Linked DNA regions of Mus musculus: all the other regions are linked to region 3. A link is a contact called in public HiChIP or PLAC-seq and Micro-C data. All regions are on one chromosome and are shown on one strand. Each heading gives the region's core, a stretch centred on a gene start, on an enhancer-like site or on the middle of the called end of the contact. The rest is flanking DNA. Distances are from core to core; before and after follow the strand shown. Region 1 overlaps Gm13605 (a long non-coding RNA gene). Region 2 has its middle 14 kb from the start of Gm39795. Region 3 holds the start of Ggta1 (glycoprotein galactosyltransferase alpha 1, 3). Region 4 overlaps Dab2ip (disabled 2 interacting protein). Region 5 has its middle 31 kb from the start of Gm13446. Region 6 holds the start of Gsn (gelsolin).

What was found. Hi-C and Micro-C count contacts between places; a contact is called where the count stands out from the background. HiChIP or PLAC-seq counts read pairs in DNA pulled down with a chosen protein or histone mark.
Region 1: a contact with region 3 is called in a FOXA1 HiChIP or PLAC-seq map of pancreatic cancer cells. The contact joins the enhancer-like site here to the promoter of Ggta1 in region 3. A contact is called at or near these places in 1 of 39 promoter capture datasets (macrophages), 3 of 115 datasets of contacts at active chromatin or transcription factors (the SCID.adh cell line, embryonic stem cells and pancreatic cancer cells) and 1 of 9 other capture datasets (liver).
Region 2: an H3K4me3 HiChIP or PLAC-seq map of the SCID.adh cell line shows a contact between it and region 3, with 10 read pairs. The contact joins the enhancer-like site here to the promoter of Ggta1 in region 3. A contact is called at or near these places in 5 of 39 promoter capture datasets (the C10 cell line, cranial neural crest, embryonic stem cells and 2 more), 2 of 484 Hi-C or Micro-C datasets (embryonic stem cells and muscle stem cells), 8 of 115 datasets of contacts at active chromatin or transcription factors (the SCID.adh cell line, double positive thymocytes, effector CD8 T cells and 5 more) and 1 of 9 other capture datasets (liver).
Region 4: a Micro-C map of embryonic stem cells shows a contact between it and region 3, with 3 times the contacts expected there. The contact joins the enhancer-like site here to the promoter of Ggta1 in region 3. A contact is called at or near these places in 3 of 484 Hi-C or Micro-C datasets (all in embryonic stem cells), 1 of 115 datasets of contacts at active chromatin or transcription factors (pancreatic cancer cells) and 3 of 9 other capture datasets (adipose tissue, liver and pancreatic islet).
Region 5: a contact with region 3 is called in an HNF4G HiChIP or PLAC-seq map of pancreatic cancer cells. The contact joins the enhancer-like site here to the promoter of Ggta1 in region 3. A contact is called at or near these places in 3 of 484 Hi-C or Micro-C datasets (embryonic stem cells, muscle stem cells and nephron progenitors), 3 of 115 datasets of contacts at active chromatin or transcription factors (embryonic stem cells, extraembryonic endoderm stem cells and pancreatic cancer cells) and 3 of 9 other capture datasets (adipose tissue, liver and pancreatic islet).
Region 6: a contact with region 3 is called in an H3K4me3 HiChIP or PLAC-seq map of embryonic stem cells, with 17 read pairs. The contact joins the promoter of Gsn here to the promoter of Ggta1 in region 3. A contact is called at or near these places in 1 of 15 datasets of contacts at CTCF or cohesin (large pre-B cells), 1 of 484 Hi-C or Micro-C datasets (pre-megakaryocyte-erythroid progenitors), 11 of 115 datasets of contacts at active chromatin or transcription factors (the 230-238 cell line, CD8 T cells, the SCID.adh cell line and 6 more) and 2 of 9 other capture datasets (adipose tissue and liver).

What each region holds. Positions count from the first base shown.
Region 1 is chr2:35,228,767-35,232,412 of GRCm38.p6, forward strand. The region is part of intron 2 of Gm13605 (a long non-coding RNA gene); the gene reads left to right. Among named protein-coding and RNA genes, the nearest start is that of Gm52553, 4.6 kb to the left of the region's middle. Within about 2 kb of position 1,630, at least 59 of the 459 cell types and tissues checked have an H3K27ac peak or open chromatin away from gene starts, as enhancers often do. A contact at or near this core is called in macrophages and pancreatic cancer cells, where this site is marked.
Region 2 is chr2:35,258,114-35,261,774 of GRCm38.p6, forward strand. It overlaps a transcript of Gsn not described here. Among named protein-coding and RNA genes, the nearest start is that of Gm39795, 14 kb to the right of the region's middle. Within about 2 kb of position 1,793, at least 86 of the 459 cell types and tissues checked have an H3K27ac peak or open chromatin away from gene starts, as enhancers often do. A contact at or near this core is called in the SCID.adh cell line, memory CD8 T cells and pre-B cells, where this site is marked.
Region 3 is chr2:35,459,945-35,463,892 of GRCm38.p6, forward strand. Ggta1 (glycoprotein galactosyltransferase alpha 1, 3) reads right to left here and starts at 1,505. Exons shown (of 8, transcript NM_001145821.2): 1 at 1,251-1,505.
Region 4 is chr2:35,659,901-35,663,839 of GRCm38.p6, forward strand. Dab2ip (disabled 2 interacting protein) reads left to right here. Exons shown (of 16, transcript NM_001114124.2): 3 at 1,592-1,725. Among named protein-coding and RNA genes, the nearest start is that of Dab2ip, 40 kb to the left of the region's middle. Within about 2 kb of position 1,366, at least 258 of the 459 cell types and tissues checked have an H3K27ac peak or open chromatin away from gene starts, as enhancers often do. A contact at or near this core is called in embryonic stem cells, liver, pancreatic cancer cells and 1 more, where this site is marked.
Region 5 is chr2:35,588,147-35,591,846 of GRCm38.p6, forward strand. It overlaps a transcript of Dab2ip not described here. Among named protein-coding and RNA genes, the nearest start is that of Gm13446, 31 kb to the left of the region's middle. Within about 2 kb of position 1,900, at least 60 of the 459 cell types and tissues checked have an H3K27ac peak or open chromatin away from gene starts, as enhancers often do. A contact at or near this core is called in adipose tissue and pancreatic cancer cells, where this site is marked.
Region 6 is chr2:35,280,264-35,284,016 of GRCm38.p6, forward strand. It overlaps Gsn (gelsolin), which reads left to right and starts at 2,117. Exons shown (of 17, transcript NM_146120.4): 1 at 2,117-2,338; 2 at 3,642-3,753. The coding sequence starts at 2,201.

The DNA of each region.
Region 1 (3,646 bases), core at 380-2,879, 230 kb before region 3:
ATAAGTAAACATTTAAGGGGAGCTGTCGGCTTCAGTTCTCATGTCTGCTTCCTTCTCTGCCTCTCTTTGTAGGAGAGACAGAGCCACTGTGAGTGCTAAGGTGGGCTCAGGGCAAGAGCGTGTGTTTAGCATGTGCAGGGACCTGGGATAGAACCCCAAACAAACAAATAAATAGAAAAAAAATCTCCTCAGAGGCAGTAAGGATAAAGAGTGAAAACCCTGAGATAGTAAAATGACATTTCTTTCTAATGAGTTTTCAGAGGAAGAAAGCCTTTCCCACATAAACAAACTGTCCGTTGAGCAGTACCTTGGAGATCTCGCCCCTCTCTTTCCTTAGGTGTCAGCACCTGTCAGGTATGCCTGGTGCTGGCACGCACCTCACTGAGAAGACTTAAGACTAAATGTGATAGCACACAGTGTCTAGATCCTAGTAAATGCTCAGTAAATGACCACTTAAATTATTATCTACGGCAATTAGCATTATTAGTACTCTCGGGGCTTTTGCAGTTCTGAAACTGTAGGATAATGTGTCAGAGAGAACCGGCTAACGCAGGAAAGACAAACCTTTGCTTCATCTGCTTGAGCGGACGGCCAGATGACAGCCGGTTTGAAAGCCACCGGGTTTTGCTTTCTCTCTTGCTTGCTGAGCCCCTCGGGAGGATCCCGTCCTTTCTTCTGTCGAGATGAATTCCTAATACTTAAGATTCATTGATTCTTCGGCTAACCTGAATTTCAGGGTTTCTGAACTTCACTAGGTCTCTAAAGGATGAATAGTACACGCTGTATGGTTGTGCTTTCTTGCAAGTGGGATGGCTATCTGGAAGATGGCTTTGTGTCCCGGGCCCCACTTAATGGTGGTGACTCAAGCATTCAGCCGGGCTATCTCTCCTGTGTGAGAGCTCAAGAAGGAGGCCGATCTGAGAACTGGAGCTGACAGCTCCCCTTAGTTGTTTTTCTACTCATATAAAACATTTGTTAAATTGAGAATTTTTTTTTTCCCTGAAAATAACTTTTGAGGTAGGTGCTGTTGATCACCAGCCTCAAAGTGGGCCTTTTTTCCTTCTTATAATCCTGATACAGTTCATGGTCTGGGGCTGGGAGGCTCGGGACAGAACGGTCTGGTTTCTACAAGGGCAAGAAATCCTGATCACTCTTAAAAGTGCTTGGTTTAGGAATGGGCACCTGAGATAGGAGGATTCAAAGGGAAATTTTTCTTCATTCTTAGAAATAGCAGGCACCGCTGTGACCATCTTTAAATCCAGAGGCGAGGCTGAGCCAGCCACCCGGGGCTCCGTAGTGAGATTCAGTCAAAAATTAATAAAGACAGACAAGCTGTGTATCTGTTCATTTTTGTTGACCTCTCTTTTGAAAGGTAGAGTCTCTGACTTTGAACTCACCATGAAGCCCACGTTAGCCCTGACCCGAGGATTCTCCTTAGTGCTGGGGTTACAGGCATGGACCCCATCATGCCTAGCCTTAAAAAGCACAGTTCCTTCAGAGGAAAGGTACACTCCCTTGTTATTACACATAACAAATCCCGACAAACTTGGTTTAAAACAACACAGATGATTCAAGTCTGGCCAGTCTGTGTTCCCTCTGATAGGTTAGCAACGGAATGCATTTTTCAAGTTTTGTGGTTTGTAGCATTCCTCTTGTAACATTTCTCAGCACGTGGCTCCTTCCTCTGTCTAGCTCCGAGTCTGGCAATTCTGACTCTTCAAATGTTTCTGCTCTGTCCTCACACTGCTTTCTCCTTCATAAAATCTCCCTCTGCCCCCTCCCCCACCCCCCGTTTCTAAGGATACCTGTAATCCCGCCGCGGTGGGGGTGGAGGGGGGTGGAGGTGGGTGGGGGTGGGGTGGGTAGACTGCAATTACAGGACACCCTTCCATGTTGACATTCTTAAATCATACCAGCAATATTCCCTTTGGGTTTATTAGGTAATATGGATTCTAAGAACTAGGATTTAGGAATCTGTATTGACTGCTAATTAGGATAAGAAGAGGATTTGGGCACTAATTAGCAAGGTACCTGTTGGACTGGCTAGTTTTGTGTGTCAACTTGACACAGGCTGGAGTTATCACAGAGAAAGGAGCTTCAGTTGGGGAAATGCCTCCATGAGATCCAACTGTAAGGCGTTTTCTCAATTAGTGATCAAGGGTGAAAGGCCCCTTGTGGGTGGGGCCATCTCTGGGCTGGTAGTCTTGGTTCTATAAGAGAGCAGGCTGAGCAAGCCAGTAAAGAACATCCCTCCATGGCCTCTGCATCAGCTCCTGCTTCCTGACCTGCTTGAGTTCCAGTCCTGACTTCCTTTGGTGATCAACAGCAATATGGAAAGTATAAGCTGAATAAACCCTTTCCTCCCCAGCTGTTTCTTGGTCATGATGTTTGTGCAGGAATAGAAAGCCTGACTAAGACTCCTGTGTTTCCTCTTCCCTCCCCCCTTTCTGTCCCCTCCCCTTTCTGTTTCTCCCTCCCTTCCCTCCTTCCCCTTTCTTACCCTCTCTCCCCCTCTCTGCTCTCCCTCTCTTTCTTTCTTTTTTCCATTTTTGGTGGTACTAGAGTCTGAGCCCATGGCCTCATATTAAATTAGTACTCTACCATACGGCTCTGAGCGGCTGTGCGGACATCCATCTCCCCTCTTCCACATTCCCCCTTTTCCCTAACTCTGAAACTAAGTCTCTCTAAGTCGCAAGGCTGGCCTCAAACTTTTGAACCCCATGGTTTTCTCACCCTTTTAAGTGGCTGGGGTTATAGGAATGTGCCTTTGTTTGTTTGTTTGTTTGTTTTTACAGGTAGGCTTTACTTATATACGGTAAAATACAGTTGGGCTGGAGAGGTGGCTCAGTGGTTAAGAGCACTGACTGCTCTTGCAGAGGACTCAGGTTCGGTTCCTAGCACCTATACCAGGCAGCTCACACCGATACCCTCTTCTGATTATGTCAGACACTTGCATGTATATGGTGCACATACATGCACATATGTGCACGCATGCATACATATTGAGAAAAATAAACAACATTTTAATGTACAATTATATGAGTCTTAACAAATGTGTGACTGGGAATGTACCATATCAAGAGAGAACAGTTTCGTCACAGCATAGCTCCCAGTCAAGCCATCCCTTCACCCAGCCCCTGGCAATCACTAGTTCCATCTCTGGCCCTGTGATATATTGCCTTTTTGAAAAAGCCACGCATTTGGAATCACGGGAGTAGGAGCTTGCTATTCCAGCCACTTTCCCTTAGCATAGTGACATCCACCCCAGCTGTGGTGCATGGACTGCTGATAAAGAACTTTCCACCCTCAGGAGGTTGGAGTTGAGCCAGGCCCTTGTGACAGAAGCCAATTCACAAGAGAAAATGAATAAGTTTACTGTGACACACAGGACACACCTCTCAGGGAAACCTCAAGTGAGTGATAGCCTGAAGCAGAGGCTTAAAAAAAAAACAAACAAACAAACAAAAAAAAAAAACACTTAGCCAAAGAACAGGAAGTTTTAGGGAAGTGAGATGGGACCCTGGAAAGCAGTGCTAGTCTTTGGAGGGGGGGGGGCACTGGCTACAGGAAAGTGTCTGTGGCTGAACTCACCTTTGTTTTACTGCTGTCACCCCTGGGCTAATAAGAGCTGTCACCAGTGAGCAAG
Region 2 (3,661 bases), core at 543-3,042, 200 kb before region 3:
ATGAGTAACAGTTTGCCAGGGGAAGAGGGCTGGGGAAGGAGCTATTCTAAGAAGCAGGGAAGCTTGTGCAAAGGCACTGAGCATCCTTCATGACTAGAATGGAGGGCACAGGGTTGGAGTCCTGGGACTGAGAGTGTTAGGTGAAGGCAGAACTGACAAGGATACTGGGACAAGTTTGTCACCAGGGCAGTGACCAAGAACTCTCATTGACGCAGTGACTGAGGTGGGAGTTCATGGGGAGGCCCTGAGGAGGTGGCCTGGTAGTCAGCAGGCAGATCCAACCCAGAGCAATGCCTGCTGGGCAGATCAATGGCAGATCCTGGAAACTCAGCTTCAGGTTTATGGGAGCTGGACATTTTATCTGAAAACAGATGAGGCGAAGCTCGCAGGTAGATACTGTTACGGTTAGTGTCTCCCTGTTGCTGTTTTTCTTCTTAAGAAAATAATTCTAAATTAAAAGAGACTATAGCTATGAATCGAGGGACAGTCAGTCACATAGGCTGCCTTGTCTTGGTTGTCCCACTGTGAACAGTGGTCTGTGCAAGGACACGCACTGTTACAGGGAGAACTGTACACAGGAGGGAGGACGTGGTGTTTCCTGGTCATCTGGAGCCTGTGGGTTCCTCCCCCTAACTCCAGAAGGGAAATTTGGCTCTTAGATGACATGTTGTCTGGCCATAGAGATGGTATCATTCAGGCCTGTAGCGCTTTGCTGAGACATTGATCTCTGGTTTTCTTCAAGGAAACTCTTCTGGCCCCAGCCCACAATTTTTGAGTATTTGCTGACTGGAGGTGATAAGTTAGAGGGCAAGAGAATGAAAGAGAAATTACAAGTGATAGCTTAGGTGTGTGTGTGTGTGTGTATGTGTGTGTGTGCACGTGTGTGCATGTGTGTACTCTGGTGTGCATCCATCAGTGCATTCACAGAGGCCAGAGGTCAATTCCAAACATCTCCTATCACTTTTTACTTTATTTTTTATTACGTTTGTATTTGCTATTAATTTATTATTACTGTGTGGGTGTGTGATATATGTGTGTGGGCACACACATGGAAGTCTGAGAACAGCTTTGTAGAGTCCATCTCCCTTTCCACCTTTACTTGGGTCCTGGGAACCAAACTCTGGTCATCAGGTGTGTGTAGGAAGTGGTCACTCTGCTTAGCCATTTCTCTGGCCCCTCTGTGAACCTGGTGTTCAGCAATTCAGTAGGCTGACTGGCCAAGGAGCTCCAGGGATCTACGGGTCTCTCTAGTCCCCTGACTTCAGCCCTGGAGATACAGATGTGCCTCCCCCCTCCCCTGCCCTCGCCTGCAGCTGTTACATGTGTGCTGGGGCCTTGGCATGCACAGTTCGGGAACGCTGGAGAGGCCTCGGGACTATTTATAAACACATATGTTCTTTACCATCAACAGGTCTGCAGAGTGTGGATCAGTCTCCTATCTATTTTTAGGAAATTAATGCTCCTGGACCCAGGCAAGGTCTTTTGTTAGCTGGGCACCCAGCCAGAACTGCATTCTTCCTTTCTACTGTTTGACAAACTCTTAGACATCCCCAAGAAGCGCTGGAAAGGGAGTCGCCCTGTTACCTTGTAAGAAAATGTGGGCTGAAGCAGAGAAAAGCGGGTCCCAGGAGTTACGTGTGGTGGTGGGGGGTGGGGGTGGGGGTAGCTGGGCCATCAATGTTTAGGCAGCCGAGGGAGGTTAAGTAAAAATATCTCCTTCCTTCCAGCTGAATGAGCGTGTGTCATATTTCAGCCTGATGTGGTTTGTGAACTTGGAGACCACAGGCAGGCTTAGTTCCTTCTGCCTCTGACTTCCCCTCCCCCTCTTCTTGAGAGACGTGCCTACTTGCTCCTGCCCTGCCTTGGACCACAGGGGCAATTGCAGGGTAGGGGAGAGAAAAGCAGAGGGTGTGGTGGGTGAGGCTAGGCAGCTAAAAGCCTGGGTTGGGGTCCCTGTCTGTGCGCTGACAAAACGAAGGGTAAGGTTTGGTGCCGGCGTGCTTTTTTAATGGACTCCAGCTATCCTAAAACTCACTCTGTAGATCAGGCTGGCCCGGAACTTAGAGAGATCCACTTGCCTCTGCTCCTGAATGCTGGTATTAAAATTGTGTCCCAACATATCTGATCAGTTTTCGGCTTTGTTTTGTTATTTTTTTATTTTTTCTGGTTATTGTCTCTCCTAATCTGGCTTTTTTGAGAAGACTCCAGAAGGGTCTGAGCCATGGAGCCTGGTGGGAAACTGTTATGAGGGAGCCTGGCTGGAGGGAGTGGGCTTCCTTTATTTTGCTAAGTTGGTTAAGCAAAGGGTGTCTCGTTACTTTCCAACCTCAACAGATCTATCATTTGGTTCAAGTACTTATCAAGCAAAAGATATATATATTCCATGTAAGTCAGCCTTGAGGGTGGGGCTCTTGATTTCTCTGTTGTAGAGGCTGTGGCTGTGGCTGGGCTGGGCTGAGTAAATACTAATTAAATTTGCAGGGTGGCTTAGTGGCCTGACTGGGGGATGTGCTTCATCTCTTCATGGGCCTTCCTTCCTCATGGTAACAAGAGCTTGTGATAGAAAATTTGGAAAATGAATTTCTTTTAAAGGATAAAACCAAAACCAACTAAACAAAACCAAAGAACTATCCATAACTGCCACCACTACAAAATTTGGTATGTTTCCTTCCTGTATTTTCCTTCTTAAAAAAGATTTATTTCATTATTTTTATGTGTATATAATTGTTATCTGTCCATTGCCTGTCCATGGAGTAAGTCCATCCTAGTGAGCAATTTTTTAATATGTTCTTTAAAAATTTTTATTTACATTTGTGTGTGTGTGTGTGTGTGTGTGTGTGTACATGCCAAGGCAGGGGAACAGAGGTCAGAAGACAACTTTATGGAATATATTCTCTCCACCCTGGGGGTCATGAGTCTTGCAGTAAATGCTTCCACCCACCGAGCTACTGCTTGCCCCTGAGTTCTTCCTTCATTATTACAAATGGAGCTCCTGGCTCAGTTGTGATGTGTTTTATAGCTTTTGTTACATTTTGCCAAATTGTTACTCAGGAAGAATAACAGTGGTCCCTGTTCCTAGCACACTTGGTGGGGAAATGGTATTCTTGAAGGAGTACTGTAGCTGGGTATCTAAAGTCTAGCTGTTCTAGACTTCTGATCCAGGGACCACTTTCCTAAAACATTAGACTTCAGTTCATTCTCTCAACAAATCTTTTGCACAGCCAAGTATCAGAAAAAGGTAGAGTTGAGATTCTAGGTCAAAGAGCAGAGGGAACCTGGTTCAGTCCTGAGTAGTTTGCCTCTCTAGGCTTTGGTTTCCAGAGTAAAGTTAGGATTTCAACACCAGCTTCCTACATTTTTTGTTAGTTTGTTTTTAGGGTTTCCTATAGCCCAGGCTGGCTAGTCACTATGTTGCTGAAAATAACCTGAACTCTTACCTCCACCTCCCAAGCAAGGATTACAGTCATGCACCACTGTGCCTGATAGCATGCAGTCCTGAGGACTGAACCCAGAGCTCCATGCTGGGCAAGCACTCTCCCAACCGGGCCCCAACCCATTCCTAGGGTCTTGAGGAGTGATGACATGGTACTTTGCCAGGATAGACCATTCAGACTCTTGGAATTTCTGTTTTCTCATCTGATTTAAAATACCCTGGGACCAA
Region 3 (3,948 bases), core at 255-2,754:
ATTAGAGTGTAATTAAAAATTAGTAAATAACTTGTAAAGACCCCTGATTATTTATCAGAAAGCATATTCACTTCAAAAAATAATATTTATACCTGAACTGCACCTGTTGAAATGCTCAGCCCCACCCACTACCTCTTCCCTTCCACTCTCCCCAGCCCTTCCCCCCAGAGTCATGCCATCTGTTCCTTAGTCGTTTTCTTGCCATGGTGGGAGATGCTGAATAGAAAGTGAGCAACCAGGTTGTGGTGGCATACGCCTTTAATCCCAGCACTTGGGAGGCAGAGGCAGGGGAATTTCTGAGTTCGAGGCCAGCCTGGTCTGCAGAATGAGTTCCAGGACAGCCAGGGCTACACAGAGAAACCCTGTCTCAAAACAAAACAAAACAAAACAAAACAAAACAAAACCACACACTCCAAACAAACAAACAGGAAGCACACAAGCCTTAGAGGCTGGCTGGAGTGCATTCCAACCTCAGATTCAATCCAAACCCTGAGCACCCATAAACCAGTGACTTGGCTTCTCCCAACTTTGATTTCCTTCTCTATAAATCCAGCCAACAGTGCCAAGCTTATCCTGTTAGGCTGGGGAACCTAAGAGACCCATGTACACTAAAAGTTTCACCAAGACCCAGAAGTGCACAGGGAATAAAACCCATGGTCAGCCCCTGGCTCAGAAGTGTCAGAAACCGGGCAAATGGCTGCTCAGAGTCAGTATGGCCAGTGCAAGGCGGCCTTTCCTGCTCTGTGACTGAGAAAGCTTCCGGTAAAGTTTAGCCACAGGGGGCCATTGACAGTAATCAATTGATCTCCCGCCTTCTGATCTCAGGCATTCCACTGAAAACTGACCCTAATCACAGGGAATGGGGACAGGAGGCCTCCCCAAAACATCCTCTTGGGGCGTTCCTAACACAGAAAGTAGAAATAAAAGAATCGGTTCTATGTAGTAAGATCACAGGAGCAGGAGCCAGGGTCTCCAGGTACCCCTCCTAGGCCATTTGGGGCCTGCGCCAATACTCAAAGTCCCTGGAACCAGGTAATCCCAAGTGAAGTGTTCAGCCCTGCATTTAGTCACCAGACACCTGTTACTTGCAAAAGATAGCTTGGACCCGCACGCGGCTCCCATCAGGAAGAAGCAACTACTCCCAAAAATAACTGTAAGGAAGCACTATCAAAAGGCAGAGACTCCCGTAGTCCTGATGCCCCAATCCCTGGACAACCCGAGCCATGGCGAGCCCCCTCGCCTTTGCCTACCCAGAGCCTGAGAGCGCGAGGTCTTCAGCAGAATCGGTACTTCTCATTCCAAGAAGAGTCTACAAGGGAAGGTGTCAGCCAGCTAAGAAAAGGCAGGGCTAGGGCTCCACCCAGAATCTCCAGCCTCCTAAGACACACCTATCTACCTCCGGGCGAATGAAAGAGGCAGTCAGATCTGTTCTGGGGCCGATAGTGGCCCAGACAAGCAAAACTACAAAAATAAGAGTCCCTGGGGTCCTTCCTGAGGGAGGAGCTAGTGGCGTTGACATCCCCGCCCTCCTAGCCTCTTCCTGGCCCCCGCAGCAAGGAGGACAGCACTCTCTCCAGTCTCTGTTCTCTCTCCTCCGCGCCCCCCCCCCACAACATTATTTCCCGCTTTGCTGTTTCTTGGATGATTTTCAAGAGTTTGTGCAATCGCATATGTATGAAAATGCCATAATGAAACACAGTACTTTGCATGCAAAATAAATATAAAATAATAAAACGTTTGTGTGTGTGTTTTGTTGAGAGGTTCCCCTGCCATCTTCAAACACTTGATGGTGTCTCCTTGCAGTGGGAACGAGGTGGTTTGAAAAGTTGTGACGAGATTACCTCCCATCACCCAACACAGCAAAGTTAGTGCCTGAGACTTTGCCCAGGCTTGATTTTGGCTTGGTCCTTCCTTCACTGTTAGGAGTCTGTCTGTCTCTCAAATTCGAGTGTCTCTCACTTTGCCCCTACCTGCACCCCTTTTCCATCTTGTCCATAAGAAGAGCCAACCCGCCCTGTCCTAACTACAGTAGGAAAAGACACCTCCTGCTTTCTACACTCACTGGTTAGTACCGGTGGTCCCAGGATCTGATCTGCCCTACTCGCCCTGCCCTGCCCTGCCCTGCCCTGTGCTGCCCTGTGCTGCCCTGAATATCAGCTATTCGGATAGCGAGGGAAGGTGGCGGGAGACCCCAGTAAGCAAACAGATGCAGCGACACTGTTCAGGGTGGGACAGAGCCTAGAGTTCAGAAGTGGATACAGAGGAAATGATCGAGTGACCAGGACAAAAGCAAGGACCGAGGTAGGGCTGGGCCGGAATAGCGGCGCTCCCGCTCGCCCACACCTCCTCCCCACTGAAGCCCTCGCGTGGCTTCAGTGTCAGACGCCCGGCGGGACCCACCTGATCCGCAAAAGCAGGCCGGGTGTGTGTTGTCTGCTGCGCTGGAGACGGGACCACGCGGGCGGGCGGGCGGGCGGGCGGCGCCCTGCGCTGTAGGAGACCCGGCCGCTGCTCTGTCCGGGTGTGTCGGGTGGGGTGCGCGCCTCTGGCCCCTGCAGAGCTCGGCGGCCTAGGGCGCAGGCAAGTGGCGTGCGCCGACCCGAGGAGTGGGAGCCTAGAGAGTCCACTCCCACCCCCACCCCCAACACAACGTCCGGCGTGATGCACGTGTGATGCATCGGGTGTCCCTCACTTTACCCCAACCTGCACCTCTTTCCCATCTGTGGGAGGAGTGATGTTTCATCTCCACTCAGGCAGAAAAAAGCCTGAAACCAGCAAAAAAAAAAAAAAAAGAAAAGAAAAAGAAAAAGAAAAGAAATCGCTCACGGCCGCCTGTGTCTTCTGACCTGCCCATGGTGATAGGGGCTGCAGAGGAGGAACTACGGGTGTGTGTGTGGGGGGGGGGGGGTGTTACTGGGTGATGGGGTGGGGAACCGACACCCTATGCAATGAGGAAAGGTCTCATGGACACTGGCTTGGCTTACAGCCAGACACCTGGGAGCCTGGAAGGTCTTTCCACACTGGGTGTTTCTCTGGGAAGAAAGGAGAAAGGCCACGGGCTACAGGCTAAGGACTGCCCATGGATGCTTACTAGGCTAGGTCTCCCAGTCCTGAGCTCTGGGGTGAAAACTGGCCAAGAGGCATCTAGAGCATAGCTTGCTTGTGGCCTTCGAGCCTTGGGTGTCCTCTGATCGGGTTATACAGAGCCACTGCGACCTTCTGTAATTATTTAGAAAGGAACCCAAAATAATCGTGGCAGAGTTTATACCTCTATGCCCAACAAGCACATCTGCCCTCATCTGGTTTGCTCCACCCTCAGGCTCAATTGGATCTGTTTCATCCCCAGATAAAAGGGTATAATTTTGCTTTTGTTAAAATATCCACCATTGGTTATAGTTTTAAAAAAAATAAGATTTTTAAAGTTTTTGTTTGTTTTATGAGTGTTTTGCATGCAAGTATGTGTATGTATATATACAACGTGTGTGCTTGGGTGTCCCACAAGTTCAAAGGAAACTACTCGGAAACCCAAGATCTGGAATTCAAGATGGTTCGAGTCACCTTGTGGGCGTGGGAACAGAACCTAGGTCCTCTTTGTAAGCCCCAGAAGGCTCATGAGTAGCTAGGCCCCTCCCCTGAGGACCTCCTTACGCCAACACTCAGGTTCCGCCCACAGACCACTCTCACTTCCCTAATGGTTGGTCAGACTCAGCTCGCTGCCCCTCCTCGTTCCCTCCCCGCCCCTCTCAGCCCCCCACCCCCACCCGCGGCCAGCCATCAAAGTAAAAAGCCCAAACTCTATGGAAAGCTCCGCCCCAAGGAAAGCTGTGACAACACTGTTTTCATCTACTGTCTCTGCTGCTTCTCCCCCACAAGCCGAGGCAGCCACCACCTTCCTGGGTTCTTGTGCCGGGCCAGAGCAGAGTTATAACACTTGCAGCGGGGAAACAC
Region 4 (3,939 bases), core at 116-2,615, 200 kb after region 3:
GTGACATAAGAGGATTTATTCAGCCCATTTTTGAGGTTGTCATGTCCAAGAGGTGGTGCTGCAGCACCTGACCTTCTATCAGCCCCACCCCTCCTACGATGGAAAAACTTCAAAATTCAGATCACAATGACAACACCGATTTCAAAATAAGTTAACACCCCTTTATGTCTGTCCTCGGGTCACCCAGAATCAAGGCTGAGTGGCTGGGTTCCAGCACCCCTTCTGTACAAGCCTTCCTCAGGGAGTTCCAGTTCTCAGTTCTTCTCCCTCAAGGCGCTTGCAGATTCTGAGCCCAGTGTCTTAGAATTCCTAATGCTAGGATTAGGAGAAACCATGACAAAGTAACATGATAAGGAAAGGGTTTATTCAGTTCACACTTCCATACCTTAGTTCATTATTGGAGGAAGTCAGGATAGGAATTCAAACAAGGTGGGAACCTGGAGGCAGGGGTTGATGCAGAAGCCATGGAGGGGTGCTGCTTAGTGGCTTGCTCCCCTTGGCTTGCTCAGCCTGCTTTCTTATAGAACTTGGGACCACCAGCCCAGGAGTGGCCTCACTCACAATAGCTGTGTCCTTACACATCAATCCTTAAATAAGAAAATGCCCTACAGCTGGATCATATGGAGGCATTTTCTTAATTGGGAGTTTCTCCTCTCAAATGACTTACCTGTATCAAGTTTACATAAAACTAGCCAGCTCCCCTTGAGCCTCACATCTACTCATCATCTGTCAAGTGTGTTCTGTCCAACCTGCAGGTACTGAGGCCTGGCTCCTCACCTGCCTCTTCATTAGTCCAGAAGCTCTGAGTGGGGTGAGGTGGTGAGCTGGGAATGGCTGGTGAATCCATGCATGATCTGAGACAGGTGTCCCCAAATTGGGGACACTCAGCAAACCCTTCAACACCTTGGGCCCCTCCTTAAGGGGTCACTAGAGGATCCTGTACCTATGGGGATTGTTTTTTTTGGGGGGGGGGATCCAAGCGTTTCAGCCTCCATCCTGACATCCAGCCATTGCCTGTCCGCCTTAGGGGGTCTAGATGGCCAGAGTGCTAGTAGGCGCGCTGGCCGTTTGGAGGACCTGCTCTCCCAGCCTTAGTTTCTTTCCTTCATCTGAGTAACCGCTCCTGTCAGTCCCCCCGACGGGGCGGGGTGTGAGGAATCCTCCTGGAGGTTGGGGGGTGTGGCCTGGTTGCAGAGGAAGGTGAGGTGAGGGGCTGTTGGTGGCGCAAGCCACTCAACCCGCCCCCACCCCCCAGCCTTGCCGCCCTTCCCTCTCAGCGCCGGGGGCGGAGGGGGGGGCTCGGGCATCCTCGGCCACGGTCGGAGGCACTCGGCTCTGTCGCCATGGCAACGGCGGCTTAGGGGCGGGGGCGACGTGGCGGGCTGGGCCGGCCGGCGGGCGGCGCGGGGTGGGCTGGGCCGCGCTGCGCGGGCCGGGCCGTCGGCGCTCGGTCGGCGGGCGGGCGGCGGCGCGGGCCGCGAGCTGCTGGGGCCGAGCCCGGCCCGCCGTGGGCCGCGAGGGTGCGGGTCCCGGCCCGCCGCCGCCGCGCTAACCCCGCCTCCCCTTCCCCCTCTTGTCGCCCCGCGCGCAGGGCTTCCTCAGCCGCCGCCTCAAGGGCTCCATCAAGCGCACCAAGAGCCAGCCCAAACTGGACCGCAACCACAGCTTCCGCCACATCCTGCCGGGGTTCCGGAGCGCAGCCGCCGCCGCCGCGGACAATGAGAGGTGAGCCCGTCGCCGCCCCGGCTGCGCCCCGAGGGCGCGGGGACAAAGCCGGAGCCGGGCAGGGCACTCTCCCGCGGGAGTGACGCCTCGCCAGCCTCCGGGAACTCCGGGAACGGGGCCCCCGTCGTGCTGGGGGACCGGGACTGTACCCTTCGTTGCTTTCACCGGCGCACCTAGGAGGGTGCTGGAGGTCCGGGGTGAGGCCGGGCAGCAAGTGCCCTCTCGGGCATGTGGGGTCCTGCCTCGCCTGGCCGAGGTGGGCATTGTTTTCTGAGCAGTGCTGTGCCTAGAGGTAGGGACGGAAGTGGTGCCTCCACCCTCAGGACCCATCCCCGGCCTACCGAGTCCCTCGCTGTCCGATACAAAAGGCATTTTCGGCTGGTTTTTGCCCAGACCCGGCAGCGCTCGTGGCGCGGAAAAGGGTGAACATCTGGAGGGGAGGAGCAGGGGGCTGGGCCGCTTAGGGGGCACATCTGCGCTAAGTAGGGCACGTGCTCCGCTGGGGGCTGGGGCGAGCCGAGCAGGCAGTGGCCAGGCGCTCGGTTAATGGGTATAACCTAAGACCCGGGAAAATGGGCCTTCCCCCTACAGTCTGGGCAGCTGCTCCCCTTCTTTACCTCCCGCTCCCAGGGGTGTCTTCTGTTCCCTGCTTCCTTCTGGGCAAGCTGAGAGCAGGTGTGGAAATTCCAGGGGGAGGTGGCTTGTGGGGCGAAGGGGAGGGGAGGAGGTTGTTGAGCCTGCTTTGGAGTCACTGGCAACGTGCAGGCTTCAGCTCGCAAGGGCAAGCCATCCTGTCCGTGCGGGGGCACTGGGCGGGCACAGCCTCTGGGGGCCCTGGTTCGCATCCTTGAGTCGTGTCAGCCACAGGCACCTTTCCACTTAGGCACAAGCAGTGATGGATTCCTGTGCCAGTTAGAACGTGTCGTGGAGGTGAAGGAACCAGTAGGCTCCAAGGAGCCTTTTCAGCATTCAGCCCCAACATCTTAGGCTCCTGGCATCTGCCTTCCCGGGTCTGTGTCCGTTTTACCATTGGCGAGTTGGCACTTCTTGTGTGGGAGGCACAGGTTGAATGATAATGTCTTTCCTTTCCTCCTTGGTTCCAGCAAGCAAGGAGTCCAAGTTATCCTAACTCCTGCCCAAGGTGGTGTGACGTTTAACTGACACCTAACATCTACCCCAGGGCACCCCTCCCACATCCCAATTAGAACCACTAGACCTTCCATCAGCCTAGAGCTGTTCTTCAGTGCATCCCCACCACTGTCTGCACCTGGCTTCCCGCCCCGGCTGCCAAGCCCAGCCTAAGGCAGGACCCCCCACCCCCAACCTTTCACTGATGGCTATGGTGCCCCAGGGGACCAGGCGTTCCCTGGCAGGAAGATGCATCCAGGCCAGAGCTCGGTGCTGGGTGCAGCCACTGCGTCTTTGAAAATCTCCATCTCCATTCCCATCTTTGTTATTATTGTCTGTCTGGGCGGCAGGCCACCCGGTTTGCTGCCTTCCTCTCCGGCCCCCACCTCCGGCTGTCTCCCCCAAAGAACATGCCCTTCTCTGCGCTTTCCCTGGCAGGGGTCCGGACCCTCTGTTCTCGCATGCGGGGGCTTGTGTACGTACCCCATTTTGTGTGCATGTGGCGGTTGTCCGGGAGCAGGAGAGAAAGCAGGCAGCCCAGGTCTCTGAGTGTGTCTGCCCTCTTGAGAGCAAGCGGCATGCATGTCGTGTTTACCTTCCACCGCTGGGAAGCCCGCACCAAAAAGCCAGCAGTTGCTTGGCTAGCAACCCTAGTCAGAGTCGGGGCTTCGCTAGGGTGACCTCAGAAACATCCCGTGGCCCCTGGTCTCAGGTTAGCTGTGTTACATGGAGGGGGAGGGGGAGTCGGGTTTCAGAGAAACTACAAATCCATTTCTGGAAATGTGAACGGCTGCAAGAAGAGCTGAATGTCATTGGCAGTGGTGTGGAATTGTCTTTTTAAATTTTTCTGTAAACAATCTGTCCTAGTGGCCTCTCTGGCACCAGAAGGGAGCTCAGATTTCCCTCGAACAGTCAGGCAGACTGGGTGTGAATCCCTCTACCCAGTCTAGAAGCTGAAATGGGCTTTGCCAGGACTGGGGTCTTGTTTTGTTGCTTTGTTCAGGAATTGATCTGCTGGTTGCTGTTGGGTGAGTGGGCAGATGTTTCTCTGGGGCAGTCCTGGAGTCATCATTCTTGGGAGTTGAG
Region 5 (3,700 bases), core at 650-3,149, 130 kb after region 3:
CAGCTTTGACCCCTGGAGGTGAGCTCTAGCGGGGCTCACTTATTTGAGAAGGGCCAGGGCCAGGAGAGGGCACTGGGTGAGGGGCTAAGGAGAGGAACGAGTGTGGCCTTTCTCAGCATTTGCTGTGATCACATCTGGCTATCCTGGAAAATACATGACAACCGTGTCCACAAGCAAACCGTTATTTCTGGGAGCTGTGGAGACCCGGCCAGACATAGTGGAAGCTGGCAGTGGTTGGAGCGGAGACCTCAGGGCCTTTCCCGGCAGAGGGACCGCCATCAGCCATCAACACTGGCTGGCGCTACTTCCAGGAGGAGAACATTCTTAAAAGGCCCTGTCACCCCCTGATAGGAATTGGCGGGGTGTGTGAGGGATTTGTTTTTCGGTCAGGATGTGGGGAGTTAAAAATAGTCCTTGTAATCCCTTGGGTTCGAGTCACACTTGAAGCCCTGCAGAGCCCTCTGGCTCCATTATCTCCCTTGAGTGGCTCTGCGGCTGCTGCTGAAGTGGGTGGGGGCTGGGCTGCCTGCTCTCCTGAGTACACAGAGGGAAGGTGCACCCAGTGTCTGGCTGCACCCAGACACTGCATCCAGAATCCACGCAGGTCCCCAGCCTCATTTATCTGCGTTCTAAGGAACCCAGGGCAAGTCACAGACTGAGGAGGGGATGGGGGTCAGGCAGACTTTTCAGCCAAGTGCTAAAGGTGGCAGGAGGGCCAGTGATGAGTCTAGGCTCCAGGGGAAAAGGCTGCAGGCCAGAGAACAGCAGAAAGCTGTGTCCTGCTAGGTCAGGGAACCGGGAGGTGGTGACGCGTCTGAGGCAGAGAAGTGTCATGAGGACCCCAAATTGGGGACCTTCAGTGATGTAATAAGGATTGGGGGTTAGGGGTTGCAAGTTCACACCTGCGACCTCAAAACTCAGGAGGCTGAGGAAAGGCACCATATGAGTCCCAGGCCAGCCTGAGTGAGAGGAGACCCTGTTTTTAAAACAAAGCAAACCCAGAGGGATTGTGAATATGATTTCATGGACGACGGGGAGCCTTTGAGGGTCACAGAGCATGGCGGTGCCCTGATCTGTAAGGAACACAGTGCTTCTTCTGTCTTTGGTATAGGCACTCTTCTAAGGTTGACTGTATGAAAGTCTGCTCACATCCCACATCTCCTTACATCAGGAGACCTCGTTTTCCGCTGCCTGTGAAGTCTAGGAAGAGCCAGCTTTGGGGAAAGCCGGCACAGAAAGAGTTTCTCGGCTCTTTCTAGTTTTTAAAGTAGGTGGTCTAGGTTGTCCATCTCCACTCTCAGAGGTGAGAGAAGGGAAGCCATCAGGGATGAGGCTGTATCCAGAGGCGTTCTCTCCTGGCCTGACTCTGGGGGACCTCTGCCGGACTCCCGTGTGACAGGCTTCCAGCCTCGAATCCTAGCTTGTTTAACTTCCCCTTTCCCCGCCGCCTTCTCCAGGCTGCCTGCCCAATCCCCTCCTTCAACACTAGTTTCTACTTCTCAGTACCTGCATGAGCTCAGCGTCTTCCAGCTCAGCCGTGGTCACAGATGAGCAGGATCTGAGCGGATGGGCCACCAGAAGCAGTTGGTACCCACTTATCCTTACCACTGTGATCAGAGGCCAGGCTAGCCTGAAACTTCACTAAGTTCATGTCTGAACTGGAATTCAACTCCTGCCCTCCAGGCCCCTGTTGGCCCTTGGCTGCAAGGCCTCCCTGCTTGGCAGGACCATCCTAATCTCAGCAACAGGAGCTGGGGATCCCCACCTCTGGAAGCACCCTGGTTTTGCATCGTGACTCCTTCTGGGGCTAGAAGCCAAGTCTCTGGGTTCCCAGAGAGGGCTCCTGGCGTCAGTGTGGCTTAGTCACAGGCGTGAGCTCACCGCTCACCTCTGGACTGGGGATGATGCCAAGGTTTGGGAACTTCCACTGTGAGCCTCTTACTGGGGTGTGTGTGTGTGTGTGTGTGTGTAGAACAACAAACCTGTTGGTTGGGACTTTGTACTCAGCCTATGAGCTGTAGGCCTAGGGAACCCACTGAAGCATAATAAATATTTGGGCTATGCTTTCTCATAGCTTCCCTGTAGAGGGGCAGGGGCTCTGTGTCAAGAAACGGATTAGATCAGACCTGGAACCCAATGTCAACACTTGCTGTGCCTCGTGCTGGCTGTCTGAGCCCAGGCAAGGCACCCGACCTCTCTGAGCTATAATACAAATAACTACCAGCTGCTCACACTTTCTGAGCACTTCCTACGGGCCGGACACTAGGTTTCCTAAGTATCAGCTCATTGGGTCTCAAACAGACTGAGAGATCTTTGGGACTTGCTCAAGGTCGCCAGGTGGAGAAGTGCCAGGGCAGGATTTGAATACAGGTCTTTGTGACGCCACAGCTTACAGCATAAGGCTGTGTCCTGTCCATCCAATAGCTGTGTGATGGCCTCACGAGGGACTGTGAAAGGAGAAATAGAGGTAGCAAGCAGGGCAGGGTGAGCAGGGAGTCCCTTCTCTCAGTAGTCGCTTTCTCTGCTTCCGGCCTCTTGACACTGTCCTTGAGCAGCCAGGGTGGGAACAGAGGAGAATGAGTGGGTCAGCCCCAAGCCCCTCTCTTGTCTGTCGGTAGCTTGCTGGCTCTGGGGACAGTTGGTGTCAATCCCTTACCTGTCTCTGTACCCAGCACTCAGGAAGGTACTGCGTTTTCCATGGACTAAGGTGTTAATTTGAGTTTGGAATGAGCTCTGTGACAGTCCTTGGGTGCTTTTTGTCCCCACAAAGGAGTCTGGGGAGTACTCAAAGGTGCCACCAGGGACTGGGAATGGAGGGTGGTCAGGGTTTGTTCCTGGATTTGCAGCTTGTGCTGACCTCACCCCTCACTTCCCTCCTCAGTAGCCATCTAGAAACTAGGGACAGCCTGGCCTATTTGTGGGGCGATTGTTAGGTTCGAAGTAGACATGGAGAGAACACAGTGTACTGTGCACAGTATAAGCATGTGACTGTGATGGACATCAGGGCCTCTGTCCCTGCTTGCTCTTCCCCAGGGACGTTTTTATTTTAAAGAAGATGTCTTAGCAGTTATAGGATACTCTAGCCAACGCCTCTTTCCCATACTTTTTGCCCCCCTACGCCAACCCCCAGCAAAGTTCTGGGCAGGACCCTCTGAGTTTGAAAGATTTTATTTTTTTAAATATAATATTCATTTTCTTTTAGGTTATACATGGGTTGGTTGGGGTAGGGTTAAGTTAGCCCAACTAAATGATCTGTGAATGTGGGTTTTCAAGGGAATGAATTTGGTGCGGAGAGAAGGGGGTTAACAAAGGTTCTTTAAGGAGCTTGAAGTTCGGGAGCCTGTGTCCACCTTTGCCCCTGTCGGCTGTGAGGGAAGGCACCATGTATGTGTGGGTTGAAGACCACCAGCTGTGAGGAAGAGGTGGGCGGAGGTTTGGCTCTCCTCTTTCTCTTTTCCCCTTTATAGAGAGAGCATGCTCTGCCTGTAGAGGGCCTTGTGGTTGGTGTAGACAGTGGGGCAGGGAGGTCGGGGGGCTTCCCAGAGGATGACGGCCTTAAGCCATGCCAAGACCTGTGCTAAAACTGCAGCACGTAGGCTTGTCCAAAATCGTATTTCCCAGTTTGCCTGGACTCAGCCACCCCTCAGCTGTGAGTGCTGGGATAAGGAGACCCCCAGGCCTGGCCTGACCAGGGACACCT
Region 6 (3,753 bases), core at 867-3,366, 180 kb before region 3:
GGGGCTGTGTAGCCAGGCCAGCTGCTGGCTCAGGCTCCTGGTCATTTCCTGAGTCAGCCAAGGAGCAAGTATCCCCTCAGGCATGTTCTTAAAGCAGTCTTTCTAGACTACAGTTCTAAATCAATCAATTAATCAATCAATCAATCAATCAATCAACTCTATTGGATATATTTCTTTTCTTTGGCTTTTTTGGGGTAGGGTTTCTCTGGGCAGTCCTAGCTGTCCTGGAACTCTCTTTATAGACCAGACTGGCTTTGAACTCACAGAGATCTGCCTGCTTCTGCCTCCCGAATACTGGGGTTAAAGGTGTGCACCATCACTGGCCGGCTAGATGTATCTGTGTCATGTTTTAGATCTTGTGCTTTAAGCTGCTATTTCAGGAAGTGTCTCAGGATGTAACGCATGTAGCATGCACAGTCCACTCACCGAAGCACACAGTTCTGTGATTTTTCTGTGGCGTGAACTGGTTGTATGATCATCATCGTGGTGTGGTATTAAAAATTTCCCACCATTACAGTGATCTGAGGACTCTCTCCAGCCTGGGCAGCCACGCCACGGCAGTGTCCAAGGTGACGTCTCTCTCCTAGTCGAAGTGATAGCTTTAACAGTGCAGCGTTTACTGACTTTGCAAGGGTTTGTGCATCAACTGCAGATTCTTTCCTTATAGAAAGGAAGAGACATCATTGTGCAATTTGCTTCTGGCACCTGGAGGTCTCTCCATGCCTACTGAGTGCCTACTATGTGCTACCAGGCACAACTGGCTCTGACTTCTTTTTCTTTTCACAGTTGCTTTGTGGTCCATTGTGTGACAGTCCCATCACTTATGTCCCCAGGGCATTTGGGTCATTTCCAATTCTCTTTGAACAATGCTTCAATGCATATCCTTGTCCATTGCAAGCAGCTCTGTAGGGAATGTTGTATTATGTGTCTTGAATATGCACAATCTACTTTCTATCTAGAGAGGTGAAAATGGCTTATGCTTCCAGAAATGTTCCTGCAAGCAGTGTGGGCTTTAATCACCTCCCTGAGTTGTGCCCAGGGCAGCCCACTGTAGGCTACACAGGCTTGAAGGTGGGCTTCCTAGACCATGGAGCCCAGAGAATTCAAGGCCTCTACAAACACCTGATAAAATCCCATTTCTAGGGGTACTCACCTTTCTTGCCTTGCCCCCCTGTAAATCAGATCCTAGCTATTTACTGGGCATGGCCTGTGTTTGCTTGCCCTCTGCCTATATGCTGTTCCCTCCCCTGGAAATGTTCTCAGTCTCCCCTGCGACAAGACCCAGGCCATCTGAAGTCCCCATAACCTTCAGTCTCAGCTGTTCTCTGTGTTCTCTTAGCTGTGAACTGTTTCCCCTTAAGTGGGAAGAAACTGGGGAGGGAGACAGCAAAGTTAGATAGAAGTCATGCTATGTAGGCTCCCAAGGGAGCTGGGACAGCGATGCATTGCCTCCTGCAGACCAGGCTATCTGAGCAGGCCTGATCTAACCCTCTGCAACCTCTAGGAGACATAGTAGGTGGTACTTAGTAGTTTAACTTAGGTCCACATTTCCCAGTGATGAGGAGCGAGGGAAGGAGAGGGCCTGAAATGGGGCGGGGAGGTGGGGGGAAAAGGTTGCAGAAGGAAATGGAGGTGTTATCCTTTAAAGGAGATGGATACAAGTATTGCCCTGGGCAGGGGCAACCAGTCAACAGGCAAGAACTTTGTACAACAAACTAAGATTTGCTCAAAATAACAATAACAAAACAGAAAGAAAGAAAAAATGTCACTGGGGGGAGGGGAGAACAATCCAAAAAGAGTACTTGAGTTGGAAACCGCCATGAACTTGTTAGTTCATGCTAGGTGTTTTTTGTTGTTTTGGTTAGTTTTTGTTGGATCTGCTTATTGGACCAATAAGAAGGCGGTTGAACGGGCCCCAGAAAAACTCTCACTGAGTTAGCATCTGTTATATGTCAGACCACAGGCCGGATCTTCTGATTGGAAACTAGGGTCCAAGGGGCGACCGCACCCAGTCGGGTTGGTCCCAGTGGGAAGGGAACCCAGATGTCTCAGAGATCCCGGACAGATACCCGCCTCCCCCGCGGGCCGCAAGGCCCTCCCTGCTGGGCGGTCCTCAGCTAGGGCGGGATGGGACGGCCGGTTACTTAAAGGTTGGGGCGACCAAGGGTCCGCGGCCGCAGCCTGGGTCCTCACCGTCGCCATGGCTCCGTACCGCTCTTCACTGCTCTGCGCGCTGCTCCTCCTGGCGCTGTGCGCACTGTCGCCTTCCCATGCAGCCACCACATCACGGGGCAGGGCCCAAGAGAGGGCGCCCCAAAGTCGGGTGTCTGAGGCGCGGGTGAGTGCCCGGGGTCCCCGGGGCTCCCCGAGTAATTGTCTATTGTAAGTTCTTGCAGATACAGCGCTAGGAAAAGGGGAGTAATTCAGGTGTAGAATGGAAAAACTGTTTTGTTGCTTTGTAAGTATGTCTTGCTGCTTCGGGGCTCCTGGGGGCGGGGTTCGGGGGCCGGGGCCAAAGCTCTTTCCTTCCTGCAGGCTAACCTCACCTTGGCCGGATCTTTCCCCACTACTGATTTGGATCCCATCTCCTTTATCATGTCTAACTACTGCCCTTCTTGCTGGTCTTTCTCAGAGTCCTCTGCGTTTGCTGTTTGCTGTTTGTCTGTCCCCTCCCGTTCGGTTTCCCCTTTGAAAGCCTCTGGACAGGACTGTTATTTTATTCTCTTCTCTCTACCCTGATTGTGGTCTCCTCCCCTGCCCGACCCCTCCCACTTGTCTGCCCTTTCTGTTCTCTACTCTCCACTACCTGAGTTTTTCTCCCCAATCGCTTCTGACTTCTGCCTGCTTTTTGTTCCAACCAGACCTTCCTCTGTCTGAGGTGACCTGCTGACATCCCTCCTTGGGCGCAAACCTAACCGTCTGTCCCATTGGCACCTACAGAGCATGTCTGGCAGCCTTTCCCACCCTCAAACCTTCTCCTAACAGGTTCCCCCTGCAGACTTCAGGCTCCATTCCTTCCCCCTTTCCCAAGATGTGGAAATTTGGTGGGTGGGATGCTGGGGGCGGGGCAGGAGGGAGGAGGCAGACAGCTCAGGAGGCCACTTGGGCCCACTAAGCCAGTCCTTAGTGGGCTGTGATGATCCTTCCCCTTCCAAGGAGCAAAACCAACCACGGGACCTAGGATCGGGCCCCTTGCCCTTTGGTCCTGTTTCCCCATTTGCAGAGTAGGGGTGGATAATGCGTCCTAAGCCACAAAGGTTCTGGAAGAGAGCATGCAGAGTCACTGGGGACTGAGAGATTTGCCACTGCTATCTGGGAGTGTCTATCCATAGGGGCAGAGAGTGCCTTTGGAGTCCAGGGCTATCCCTCTATGTTGTCTCCCAAATGGGGGCCCCTGAAAGACAGCCTGCCTCTTTGTGCCTTAGCTATCTCCCCAAAAGGGAGGGAGCTCTCTGCCTCCTCTGTCATATCACCAACTAGGAGAGCAGAAAGGAAGACAGCCTGGCCTGGCCAGAAACTCCCAGAAAGGGGTTGATTCTCCTCTAGCACAGGGAGAGCTCGAAGCTGCCCTCCCTCATGCCTGGGGTCTCTCCTTGCTGAGACCCACACTTCTGCTCAGGTTCTGTCCTGTCTCTCTGCAGCCCAGCACTATGGTGGTGGAGCACCCCGAATTCCTGAAGGCAGGGAAGGAGCCTGGCCTGCAGATCTGGCGTGTGGAGAAGTTTGACCTGGTGCCTGTGCCCCCCAACCTCT